2 separate regions of the Cricetulus griseus genome follow, and region 2 is linked to region 1. A link is a contact called in public Micro-C data. All regions are on one chromosome and are shown on one strand. The core of a region is the stretch at or near the end of the contact, and the rest is flanking DNA. Distances in the headings are between cores, read along the strand shown. Region 1 has its middle 22 kb from the start of Fbxo47. Region 2 holds the start of Plxdc1 (plexin domain-containing protein 1).

The links. A called contact is a pair of places that touch in the nucleus more often than the background predicts.
Region 2: a contact with region 1 is called in a Micro-C map of the CHO-K1 cell line, with 2.8 times the contacts expected there. The contact joins the promoter of Plxdc1 here to the enhancer-like site in region 1. A contact is called at or near these places in 6 of 8 Hi-C or Micro-C datasets (the CHK-Q cell line, the CHL-YN cell line, the CHO-K1 cell line and 2 more).

Annotation. Positions count from the first base shown.
Region 1 is chr7:111,039,873-111,045,327 of CriGri-PICRH-1.0, forward strand. No RefSeq gene overlaps it. Among named protein-coding and RNA genes, the nearest start is that of Fbxo47, 22 kb to the left of the region's middle. Within about 2 kb of position 2,944, at least 1 of the 6 cell types and tissues checked has open chromatin away from gene starts, as enhancers often do. A contact at or near this core is called in the CHO-K1 cell line, where this site is marked.
Region 2 is chr7:111,115,905-111,121,359 of CriGri-PICRH-1.0, forward strand. Plxdc1 (plexin domain-containing protein 1) reads right to left here and starts at 2,832. Exons shown (of 17, transcript XM_035448150.1): 1 at 2,754-2,832; 2 at 2,500-2,710; 3 at 2,068-2,179; 4 at 1,663-1,930. The coding sequence starts at 2,832. It overlaps Trnac-gca (a tRNA gene), which reads right to left and starts at 2,343; the gene lies at 2,272-2,343. It overlaps Trnac-gca (a tRNA gene), which reads right to left and starts at 3,058; the gene lies at 2,987-3,058. Arl5c (putative ADP-ribosylation factor-like protein 5C) reads right to left here. Exons shown (of 6, transcript XM_027424080.2): 6 at 4,476-4,521. The coding sequence ends at 4,476.

The DNA of each region.
Region 1 (5,455 bases), core at 1,694-4,193:
TTTTTTGAGACAGGGTTTGGAGCCTGTCTTGGAACTCACTCTGTAAACCAGGCTGGCCTTGAACTCACAGAGATCAGCCTACCTCTGCCTGCCAAGTTCTGTTATCAAAGACAAGCACCACCACTGCCTGGCTTGTTGTTTTTGAGACAGGGTTTCTCTCTGTAGCCCTGACTGTCCTGGAACTCACTCTGTAGATCAGGCTGGCCTCAAACTCTGCCTCCAGAGTGCTGGAACTAAAGGTGTCCATAACACTGCCTGGCTTAATACTTTTTTTTTTTTTTTTTTTTTGATAAAGCCTTGCTAGATTTGAGCCTATATCCTTCTGCTTTCTGTGTAAGATACTTTCTCTGTGATGACTTTTAATTCTCTCCCTTCCTTCTTCCTACCTCATTCCCTCGTCCCTCTCTCCCTCCCTTCCTCCCTGGCTGTGTGTGTGGGGATGGGGGGGTGGCAGAAATCAAACTTGGGTTCCTCAGGCCCTGTCTATCTTGGAGGGGTTTTGTTTGTTTGCTTGGCATTGGGGGGCCTTACACTGACCTAGGGATCTCTCATTAGGTGTAGATGGCTCCCTAGAGAGCCCAGGGGATCTGCCTGTCTCTGCCTCCCCAGTGACCACCATGCCTAGCTTTTTCTGTGGATGCTTGGGACTGAACCTCAAGTCTGAGCAGCTAGTACATTGACGACTGCATATCTACTCTGAAATTTCTAAGTGGTGTGTTTTGCAGGACAGAGGCTGGCTAAGGTTGATGCAGTAGAGCCTCTTAGCCCTGTAATACTGACATTTGCGGGAATATCTTTGGCGTGTGTGTAGGAGTGAGTCCTGTGCATTGCAGGGAGCTTGCAGCATCCGCAGTCTCTCCGCTCAATACAAAAGCACACCTAGGGCCAAGCTCTAACAAGCCAAACTGCCTCCAGATATTGGCAGAAGTCCTTTGCCCCTGATTGAGACAACCAGCGGGTTGGTAATTTTCTGCCTTAGGTTTAAGAAATCCTCCTTTCCTCCAAGGTCATGAAAGTATTCTATTCTAAAATCCTTACAGGCTGGGGCGATGGCTCAGGGGTCCCAGTGCACACTTCTCTTCCAGAGGACCCAGGCTTGGTTCCTGGTGCTCACAACCACCTGTAACTTCAGGAGATCCAACACCTTCTTCTGGTCTCATTGGATGCCCACATACAGGTGACATACATACCACACATGGACCCCCACATACAGGTGACATACATACCACACATGGACCCCCACACACAGGTGGCATACACACCACACATGGACCCCCCCCACACAGATGACATACACACCACACATGGACACACACACATACCTATAAATAAAAGCGAATCTTTAAAATCCTTCTAGTTATTCCTTTCACCTTTGAGTCTCTTGGAACAGGATGGTGAAAAGCAGGGTACCAGTTTTATTTTCCTGTGCCCTATCTGCCCAGCTCATCTGCAAAATTCCTCAAGTGGGCTTGGAGCACTGTATGTAATTGCTCTGTTTTTCTGTCCTTGTTCCAGTGTCACACTGCTTTAAGCCCTGTAGTCTCTGAAAAGGCTGGATCTGGAAGGGAAGCCTTTTTAAAAATTTTATTTATTTATTTTTGGTCTTGGCCATTATATCTATTATGTTTTTGAATAAGCTACTCAAATTCTTTACAATTTTTTTTCTTTTACTGAGATAGCATTAATTGAGAGAAGTGGCATTTTTACAAACGTGAGTCTTGGTGTATGTAAACATTCCATAATCCTCTGTTAATTTTAGTATTCATAGGTTGGTTGGTTGGTTTGTTTTAATGTGCATTGGTGTTTTGCCTGCATGTATGTCTGTGTGAGGGTGTCAGATCCTCTGGAACAGGAGTTACAGACAGGAATGAGCAGCATGTGGGGTCTGGGAACTGAACCTGAGTCCTCTGGAAAAGCAGTCAGTGCTCTTAACTGCTGAGCCTTCTCTCCAGTCCCTTTGTAGTATTTTTTTTTAATAAAAAAAAAATGGGGTTTTTTGTTTTGTTTTGTTTGTTCGAGACAGGGTTTCCCTGTATTGTTTTGGAGCTTGTTCTGGAACTCACTCTGTAGACCAGGCTGGTCTTGAACTCACAGAGATCCACGTGCCTCTGCCTCCTGAGAGCTGTGGTTAAAGACGTGTACCACCAACATCAACACCCGCCCATCCCCCACTTTTTAAAAAGATTTTATTTATTTTTTATGTATACAACATTCTGCTTCCATGTCTATCTGCACACCAGAAGAGGGCACCAGATCTCATTACAGATGCCTGTGAGCCACCATGTGGTTGCTGGGAATTGAACTCAGGACCTCTGGAAGAACAGTCAGTGCTCTTAACCTCTGAGCCAGCCCCCCCCCCACACACACACACACTTTTTTTTAAAGACTGGGTTTCCCTGTGTAGCTCTGGTCCTCCTGGAACTCACAGAGATCCTCCTGCCTCTGCCTCCCGAGTGCTGGGAGTAAAGGTGTGCGCCACCATTGTTATGATAAAGCTAGAGGGGAATCTTGGCGGATTATATGGCTGGCAAGGGTGACAGAGGTGACAAACATGCCAGGCAGACAGAACTTAGTGAGAAATTTTATTAGAAAGTGGGAGGAGGGGAGAGAAAAGAGACACAGGGAGGACAGAAGAGAAGAGGGAGACAGAAGTCCTGTCTGCCCCCGGGGAACAGCGGGAAAGAGAGGGGGAAAGAGAATATAAGTGGGCAGGGGTCTGTCTTTTAAAGGGGTCCTTTGCATCTGCGTGCAGACTAGTAGGCATGGAACCCTGGGCTCACCAGGGCACTGCCTGAGTGCATCCTGCCAGGTGACAGGGGCAGGCCAGCAGAACGCCTGATCCTTATAACCATCACCTGGCTGTATTCTTTTTTTTTTTTTTTCCTTCAATATTCTGTCCCTTAAGTATGACACATACACTGTGAATTTTAGCATCTGACACTGATATCTGATGAAGAATTATGTAACGTCAGCTAGAGAAAAACCCTCAAGGGCAGCTGAGGTCTGCAATGTTCACTCAGTTAATTTTTTTTTTCTTTCTGTTCTTGTTTTCTCTTACGGTTTGAACTTCAATTTTGAAATTCTCCTAAATGGCCCTGTTGTTTATTTTCCTTGTGAACATTTCTGGTAAACAGAACAGTTTAATGATTATCAAAGGGACGTTTTTAAGGACAGCGTGATCATATTGGATGATCTCCATTTGTAGCCTGTCTAGTTTTGAAGTACACAATGGAAACATTTGGAACGTCTGACTCAAAGCCTTTGTTAAACACCAAGCTTTATTTTCTGTGAATTCACTGCCTATTGCAGACTGAGTCAAGCAAACAGGGCAGAGAGGAGACAAGGGAGGGGAAGAGAGGGGAGGAGAGGGAGGGGAGGGGAGGGGAGGGGAGAGAGACTCCATTATTCTTCCTCCATTCTTACCCATAAATGGCCTCCTTTCTCCCATTTCCTAGGAAAACTGTTCTTCCCACAGGAAGCAAGAGAGCGCCGGCTCCCCTCGTCTCGGTAGCACCTTTTCATGAGACTCTGAGTCTCTGTGTGGTTGATGGAGGACTTCCTTTTCTTTTTTCCCTCTCCCACCTGTCAGCTTCCCCTTCTCACATCTCTGCTCTTCCACCCACTCCAGAACTGCCACCACTGCTCAGAAGAGGGCGGGGCTTTGCTGTCTTCACCCTGCCCTCACCCTTCACTCCAGTCACCAGCTCGGGCAGCTCCGCCCCCCCCCCCGGGGGGTTCCAGACCCTCACATCCGCAGGCTTCTCAACCAAAAGCATCCCCAACTCCCCATCCTGTAGTATCCACTTCCCCATTCTGTTTCTGTTCAAGCCAGACATGGGAATCATGCTGTCTGTCAGTCTGTCTGTTTTGAAACAGGATCTCATTCTGCAGTCTGTTCTAGCCTTGAACTAGTGTAATCCGTTTGCTTCAGCTCAAAAGTGCTGAGCTGACAGGAGTAAACTGCCATCCGTATCAGCTTAGATGCCTCTGAGGCTATCAATACTTTCGTCATGTATGTATGCATGTACACGCATATACATATATACGTATATATGTGCACACATATGCACATATATGTACACATATATACTTCTCATATATATGTACACATATATGTGTGTTTATATAGGTGAGTATCTGTGCTCATTAGTTACTTTTCTTTTGCTGTGTTAAAACACCATAGCCAAGGCAAGGGTTTAGGCTTGCAGTTCTGGAGGCTAAGAGTGGGAACCCCGTGACTAAGCCAGGAAGCTGAGGGCTCACATCTTGAGCCCCAAACAGGAAGCAGAGTGAAATGGGAATGGCACAAGGATTTGAAACCTTAATCCTCTTCCTCCTCCTGCCCCTGTGACATCCTTCCTGCAGCAAGGCGACACCTTCTAAACCTACCCAAATAATGCCATCAATTGGGATCCAAGTAATTCAAATGCCTAAGAAACAATGGGGACATCTCATTCAAAACACCACACTGTGTATATGTGTACACACACATACTTACTGTGTGCGCACATAAACATATATGAATGTGTACACATACATATAAATCCACTCTCTATTTATTACAAATGCCATTGCCTCAGTCCACCCTTTCTTGCCTAGGCTACTGTACTGTCACTGGCTCCTCGACTTCCTGTAATTCTCCTCTCATCCATCCTCCATGTTGCCCCCAGGAGACCTGCAAGGCTGCTACCCTAGAATGCAAATCTGATACTTTCCCCTTGATCAGGGGAAAACTTTATTATTCTGCAGCACAGGGTGCCATTTTCCTCCACTCCTGTCTTGGCACACTGCTCTCCTGTACCTAGCCACACCTTCCCTGTGTTCAGGAACAGCGGGCTGGTCATAGTTCTCAGAGTCTCAGGCTTGTGCGTACGAGTTCTATTTGTTGGGAATGGTACTCACTTGTCAGCCAACTTTTTCCTTTTGGTCTTTTCAGACTCAGGGCAAACGTCATCTCCTCTTGGACTCCTGCTCTTACATCCTCTCCCTTTCTCTGGCTGAACTTGGGTATATCTCTGAGCAACTCTGTCTTGGAGCATATTTGTTAGTAGGGTGGAGTTCAGGCTACTGATAATGGCTGTGAGCCTGTGAGGGCAAGAGCCCACTTCCTGCTCTCTTTGAGTCTTCAGTACCTAACTAGACTCTCTCTTTTTCAGACAGGTCTTACGTAGCTCAGGCTAGGCTCTAACTCATTATGTAGCTAAGGATAACCTTGAATTTCTAATCCTCTTGCCTCTATCTCTCAAGTGTTGGGATTTTGAGCCACCATGCCCAGGTCATGCAGCGCTGGGGTTCGAACCCAGGGCTTCATGCTTGCTAGACCAGCACTCTACCAGAGGAACCATATCTCTCTAGCCTAAGGGCTTCTCTTAATTGATTCTTTGATAAGCTGTGTGATCTCAGGTGATCCTCTTTACTTGCTTGCGTTTTAGTAGAAACAATGTGCCCGTAATGA
Region 2 (5,455 bases), core at 1,582-4,081, 76 kb after region 1:
AGCCTCCACCTCCACCCCCAGCACAGTCGGGGCAACAGACAGCCAAGCAGAACCAAACAGGAGCGAGAGGGGACCCTTGACTCTGGCAGATGCGGAGCAGCAAGCTGCTTTTTCCTGGGGCCCTTGCTTCTCCACCAGTACGCTATAGGTAGGGGAAACAAGTTAGACGGCCACGCTAGTGCCCAGAGGGAAAGGCTTGGCTAGGGTGTCCCCATCCTCCGGCGGCTCCCACGCAGTCTTCAAGCCCGACTGGGACTCAGCCTAGAGCAGCAGAGGGTGGCAACAGGGAAGATCATGGAAAGGCAAACGCCTCCCTGGCATGATCGCGGTCCCTAGGACTCTCCTGGAGACCCCTGGCTGGGTCCCTCCACGTCGTTCCCACAGAAGCAGGGGGTGCGCGCCCTCCGTGAGCACACAGGGAAAGTGGGGTTCCCCTGGTCCCCTGTCCCCGGCCAATACCTCGCGTCCGGCTGGCGGGTCTGCACCTGCCCTGACAGCGCTTCCTACCTGCGGGTGTTGCGGGGCGGAGCGCGCGCGCGACCCCGCGGAGCAGCAGCAGCTGCAGCAGCCAGAGCTGAGCCTGCATGGTGGGCGCGGACCGCTTCAGGGTCCCCGCGGCGGCGGCTGGAGAGGGAGCTGCCCCGAGCGGGCACGGCGAGCCAAGCGCGGCGTTGCGGCCTCGGGGAGCGCGGGCGGGAGGACCCGGAGGGCGGGGCGCGACGCCGGGGTCCCCGCCTCCCGGAGCTCCGCGCCGCGCCCCGCGGGACCGGAGAAGAGCAGGGGCAAGGCCGCGGTGGAGGACCCCAGGAAGCGCCCCTGCCTGGGCGGTTGGCTGCTGCCGGTGTCCCCAGGGCGTGTGACTTTCTGAGCTGGTCCTTGCACGTGTGCAGAAGTGCACTCAGCGACCCCCGCGGCCGGCCACCCCCGCGGCGGAGCCCCCCAGCCTCTGCCGAGCTGCATCCCCCGGTCCCCTGCTTCACACCCCACCCCAGCGCCGGCCCCTGGGGCCCCGGCCCAGCAGACTCTAGGGGCAGGGGTCGGGCACAGTCCCACCCTGAAGCAGCTCGGACCCCCTCCCCAAGAAGGTCAGACCCAGAGTCTGCAAGCGGTGCCCACGGCCACCGCCTCTGCGGGCTCTGGGAATAGGACACTTTCCCCCTTCCCTTCCAGCAGAGAATAAAAATACCCGCGATTTAGGAGGTTTAATAGACGGCACGGAACCAGGTCAAGGCGCGAAGGTGCCCGTGTCCTACTTCGTGTGAGGACGAAGAACTGGGGCCCGGAGAGTGGGGCGGGCTGCGGGCCCCGGCTCGCTCCGAGCTGGAGACCCGAGGAGCGCGGGGAGAACGGGTGCGCAGGCGGCTTCGTGGGGCCCGGAGAAGTCGGCTGTGGCCTTGAGCAGGTGGGTGGCCCGACACTGCGAGGAAGGAAATGGAAACTAAGTTCTCTCTCATCTCTCAGGACCCTAATTCTTCCACTCTCCTCCGGGCCGAAGAGCACACAGATCGCCTCCCCCAGACCTCAACCCTTTAAGGAATACTATGGGCCAGGGAAAGCCGCGCAACAGAAGTTTTTTGTTGGTAGTTTTTGTTTGTTTGTTTGTTTTCCAGACAGGCAGGTCCATTTTAGACGAGGGTGGCCTCGAACTCACGAGAACCCTACCTGTTTCTGCCGGCGCGAGCCCACCAAGAGAGGCACTGAATTCCTGATGCCTAAGCCGAATTCGGCCTTCACCGCGGGAGGGGCAGAGGGAGGATTCGAATCGGCTCTTCGCTAACCGCGTCCTCCTATCGCCGCCCAGTGGACGAGCGAGGAAGCTCCGCGTTTGCTTTGGGCGGCTCTCCGGGCTCGGCCGGTCCGCGCAGGCGCCGTGGAGAGCCAGCCTCGGCTTCGTGCACCGCCAGCCCGGGTGCCCGCGTTTTTGTGAGGCCTTTTATTAGGGTACAGACAAAAGCAGCAACTCGGGAGAGTCAGAGGCAAACGATGCTTGTAAGTTTCTAAACGCAAGCCTCCAGAACTCGGGCGTTTACCCGGGGCTGCCCTCAGAAAACACATTTCTAGCCCCACCCCAGGCCATTTCACTGGGTCAGAGATGAGAACGGGAATCTTCATTTCCAGCATGAGAGGCGCAGCTCTAGAAATCCCCAGATCCTTGCCGCCGTAGTCACTTCCCGACTCTCTAGAAGTTGGCCAAGGAAATGCTTACCCGTAAAAACACGGAACACGATAAGAAAGCCATGTAAACAAAAATAATGCGTCTAGAAAAAAAATAGGGGGCACCCGGATTTGAACCGGGGACCTCTTGATCTGCAGTCAAATGCTCTACCACTGAGCTATACCCCCTCTGCTGGTAGCTGGGCGCCAGTAACGGTTAAGTGTGATTCTGACGCAGGCGCACTAGCGTGTCTATGAAGGAGCTGATTTAGCTTCGAACTTTTCAAGAAATGTAAGGAACTGACATTTCGATTGCTCGTTTGGAAACAAAAAGTGTTTCCTGACGCCCTGAGAGTCCTTTTGACAGAACACGTAAACGTGGCCAGAACGACGGAGGCGATCAACCCTTGGCGGCCCGGGCGCGCCCCGGGGCGGGCTCCCACTCTGCAGCTCCGCCGCTGCTCCTCCGCGCTCTCCCTCCCTCCTACACGTTCTCGCGGCTTCTCCCGACCTTTTGCCCCCAGCCTCAGCGCCGACCCTAGACACTCAGCTCTCGCTAAGGGACAGCCACTCACCCGCACCTGAGTGCATCCACCCACCCACCCCGCTCGCCCTGCGGTTCACGAGCGAGCGGTTGCCTCGAGGGATCGGTTGGCCGAGAGGCTCGGCTCCGGCCATATTCCGGCTAAGGACGTACACTGGACTGCAGCAACAGCAGGACAGCACACGTCAGCAAAATAAGGTGGCCTCGGGGAGCCCCTCCTTTCTAAGGTCTCAAGCTACCCGACGGTCGGCTAGGTGAGCAAAAGAGTAGGCACGGCTAGGAGCCGCGAGGGGGCACCCGGATTTGAACCGGGGACCTCTTGATCTGCAGTCAAATGCTCTACCACTGAGCTATACCCCCGCCACGCTGACAGGGCTCATCAGAATGAATTTCAATGGAATAGATTTCTATAGTGCTGATATTTTTACATTTTTTGTTATGTCAAAAATAACCTAATGGAAATATAAAGTATGACCGAAATGTCTAGAATTCACAAGCTTTTCCTTCATAATTACATCTCAGGGAAGCTATAAAATTAAAGATACTGGGTCCTCTGTTTCTCTGCCCAGGTTCCCCTACAGGTCCACTGCCTGATTGGAAAGGGGAGATGCTATCCTGTTTAGGTCTCTGAATGTAGACGGGCAGCACGGGCCTCCAATCCATCTTTAGCATCACCTCTAGAGGACACTGGGGCTTTTTCTCCCTCTGGGGTCCCCTTCTCTGTGGATCACTACAAGCCTCTTATCACCGCTAGATCTAGAGCCAAGAGCCCCGGTTCTGGTTAGCTGGTACCAAAGCTCTTCAACCTGGCCAACCCTAGCCAACTTCTCTAGCCAAATGGAGCATTGAGGCAGTCCCCGCTTCCCCACCCCGTTTCCAAGGTGACAAAAGACAGTTTTAGGAAGAGACAGAAATAAGAGGCAAGACGTTTCAGTGGTACTTACTATATACCTATACTTTTTTGTTTGTTTGTTTGTTTGTTTGTTTGTTTTTCGAGACAGGGTTTCTCTGTGTAGCTTTGGAGCCTATCCTGGCATTCGCTCTGGAGACCAGGCTGGCCTGAACTCACAGAGATCCACCTACCTCTGCCTCCCAAGTGCTGGGATTAAAGGCCTGCACCACCAACGCCCGGCTACTTTTTAAATCTTAATGCGATTTTTTTTTAAATCATGACACAAAGAGGAAATAAGTAGGTCCTATAGAACCTTTGACATTTGAGAAGAGTAGGACTCACACCGGAAGGACACTAAGAAGGAAGGAGATTCCACGTGGTAACCTAGACCCCAAAAGCTGTGGTCAGAGTCAGCATCCAAGAGGGAGCAAAAAAACAAGGGGGATGGGAGGGCATCACCTCTGGCGGTGTGATGTTTGGAATGTTCTGTTCTCCAACTCTCTACCTCTCCGTCCCACCCCAACCCCCAACTTTTGGCCAGTTACTGTTGCCTCCTTGATCGGGATCTCCTTTATCCAATGGACATGGCACACTGTCAAAGATCTCTTGCTCTCCGGGCAGACAGAACATGAAGGCTGGAAGAGGTGCCCCAATACATCCAGCAGTTTCCCTGTGTCTCCTCACACCTGCAGGGATGGAGTGAGGGACAGTTTCATCTGGGGCCCTGTCTGCACCAACTTGAAGTCTTTGATTCAGCCCCTCAGTGACAACTGAGAGGACAGTGGCAGTCTCTCTGTCCATAGCCACCCTGTTTCCACCAACAAATGGCTGGGGTTTCTCACCGGTGCTAACCATGTGATTTCTGGTTGGCCTCAGGCTGGAACATCAGTTGGTGGCCTGAGATTGCATCCACCGAAGCCCAGCTGGCAACCTGCAGGGAGGGAGGAATGGGACAATGGACCATGAGCATTTCCCATAAGATGATGGCTGGAAAGCTCCAAGCCTCTGCCTGGGACAGACGGAGAGGGTAGCCAAGGTTATATTCAATTACTTAATGGTAGAAGGGCAGTGAGTTGAGTTCCAGAATGCATCAGCACCCACTGTGCTGGGGGCTGGAGCTCCTGGGGAGAAGCAATCTAGCAGAGAGGAACGGAGACTCACCTTCCTGGGCTCCTGCGCTGTGTCTCCGGACAAGCCTTCTCTGTCCCGTTTTTGTTACTAGGAGTAGTAGCAGGGTGACCTCAAAGGCTTGGGAGGAGACAAGCTCCTCATGAGGAAAAAAACACCTCCAGAGCAAAAGTGGAAACTTGGCCATGTGTGTCATCATCCAGCTTAGCCCAGGGAGTACACTGAATTGTACTATAGAATGAAGAAGACCAGAGTCCCTAATGATGACAAACATATTTCCAGAAATCTGTGGTCCTTCAGACTCTTTTATTTAATGTTTTCTTGTCTTCAAAAAAAGTATCCAGACAGGGGAGATGAAAGAAAATTTCCAGATCCCATAGAAGGCCCTTTTGGAGAAATGCAGCCCTTCACACTCTGAGGTATCTGATCCAAGCACTAAAATCCCTAATAATCCACACAATGGGCATGTACGCATGTGGACATACACAGTTTCCCCCCAACTATTCCCAAGCTTTCTTTCCTTTCTCCACCCTCCTGTGTATCACTTTGTGTCTTTTTTTTGGGGGCGGGGCTTGAGGTGTGCAATAGTTCAGGGTTTCAGACATGTGGGGCTGGACTGCCAGCCCCGAGGCAGGAATTTTTGTCTGGTTTGTTCACCACCATTTTTCCCAATTCCCAGAACAGTACTTGGCACAAAGTAGGTATTCAAAAACACCTAATGAAGAAATCATGCCAGT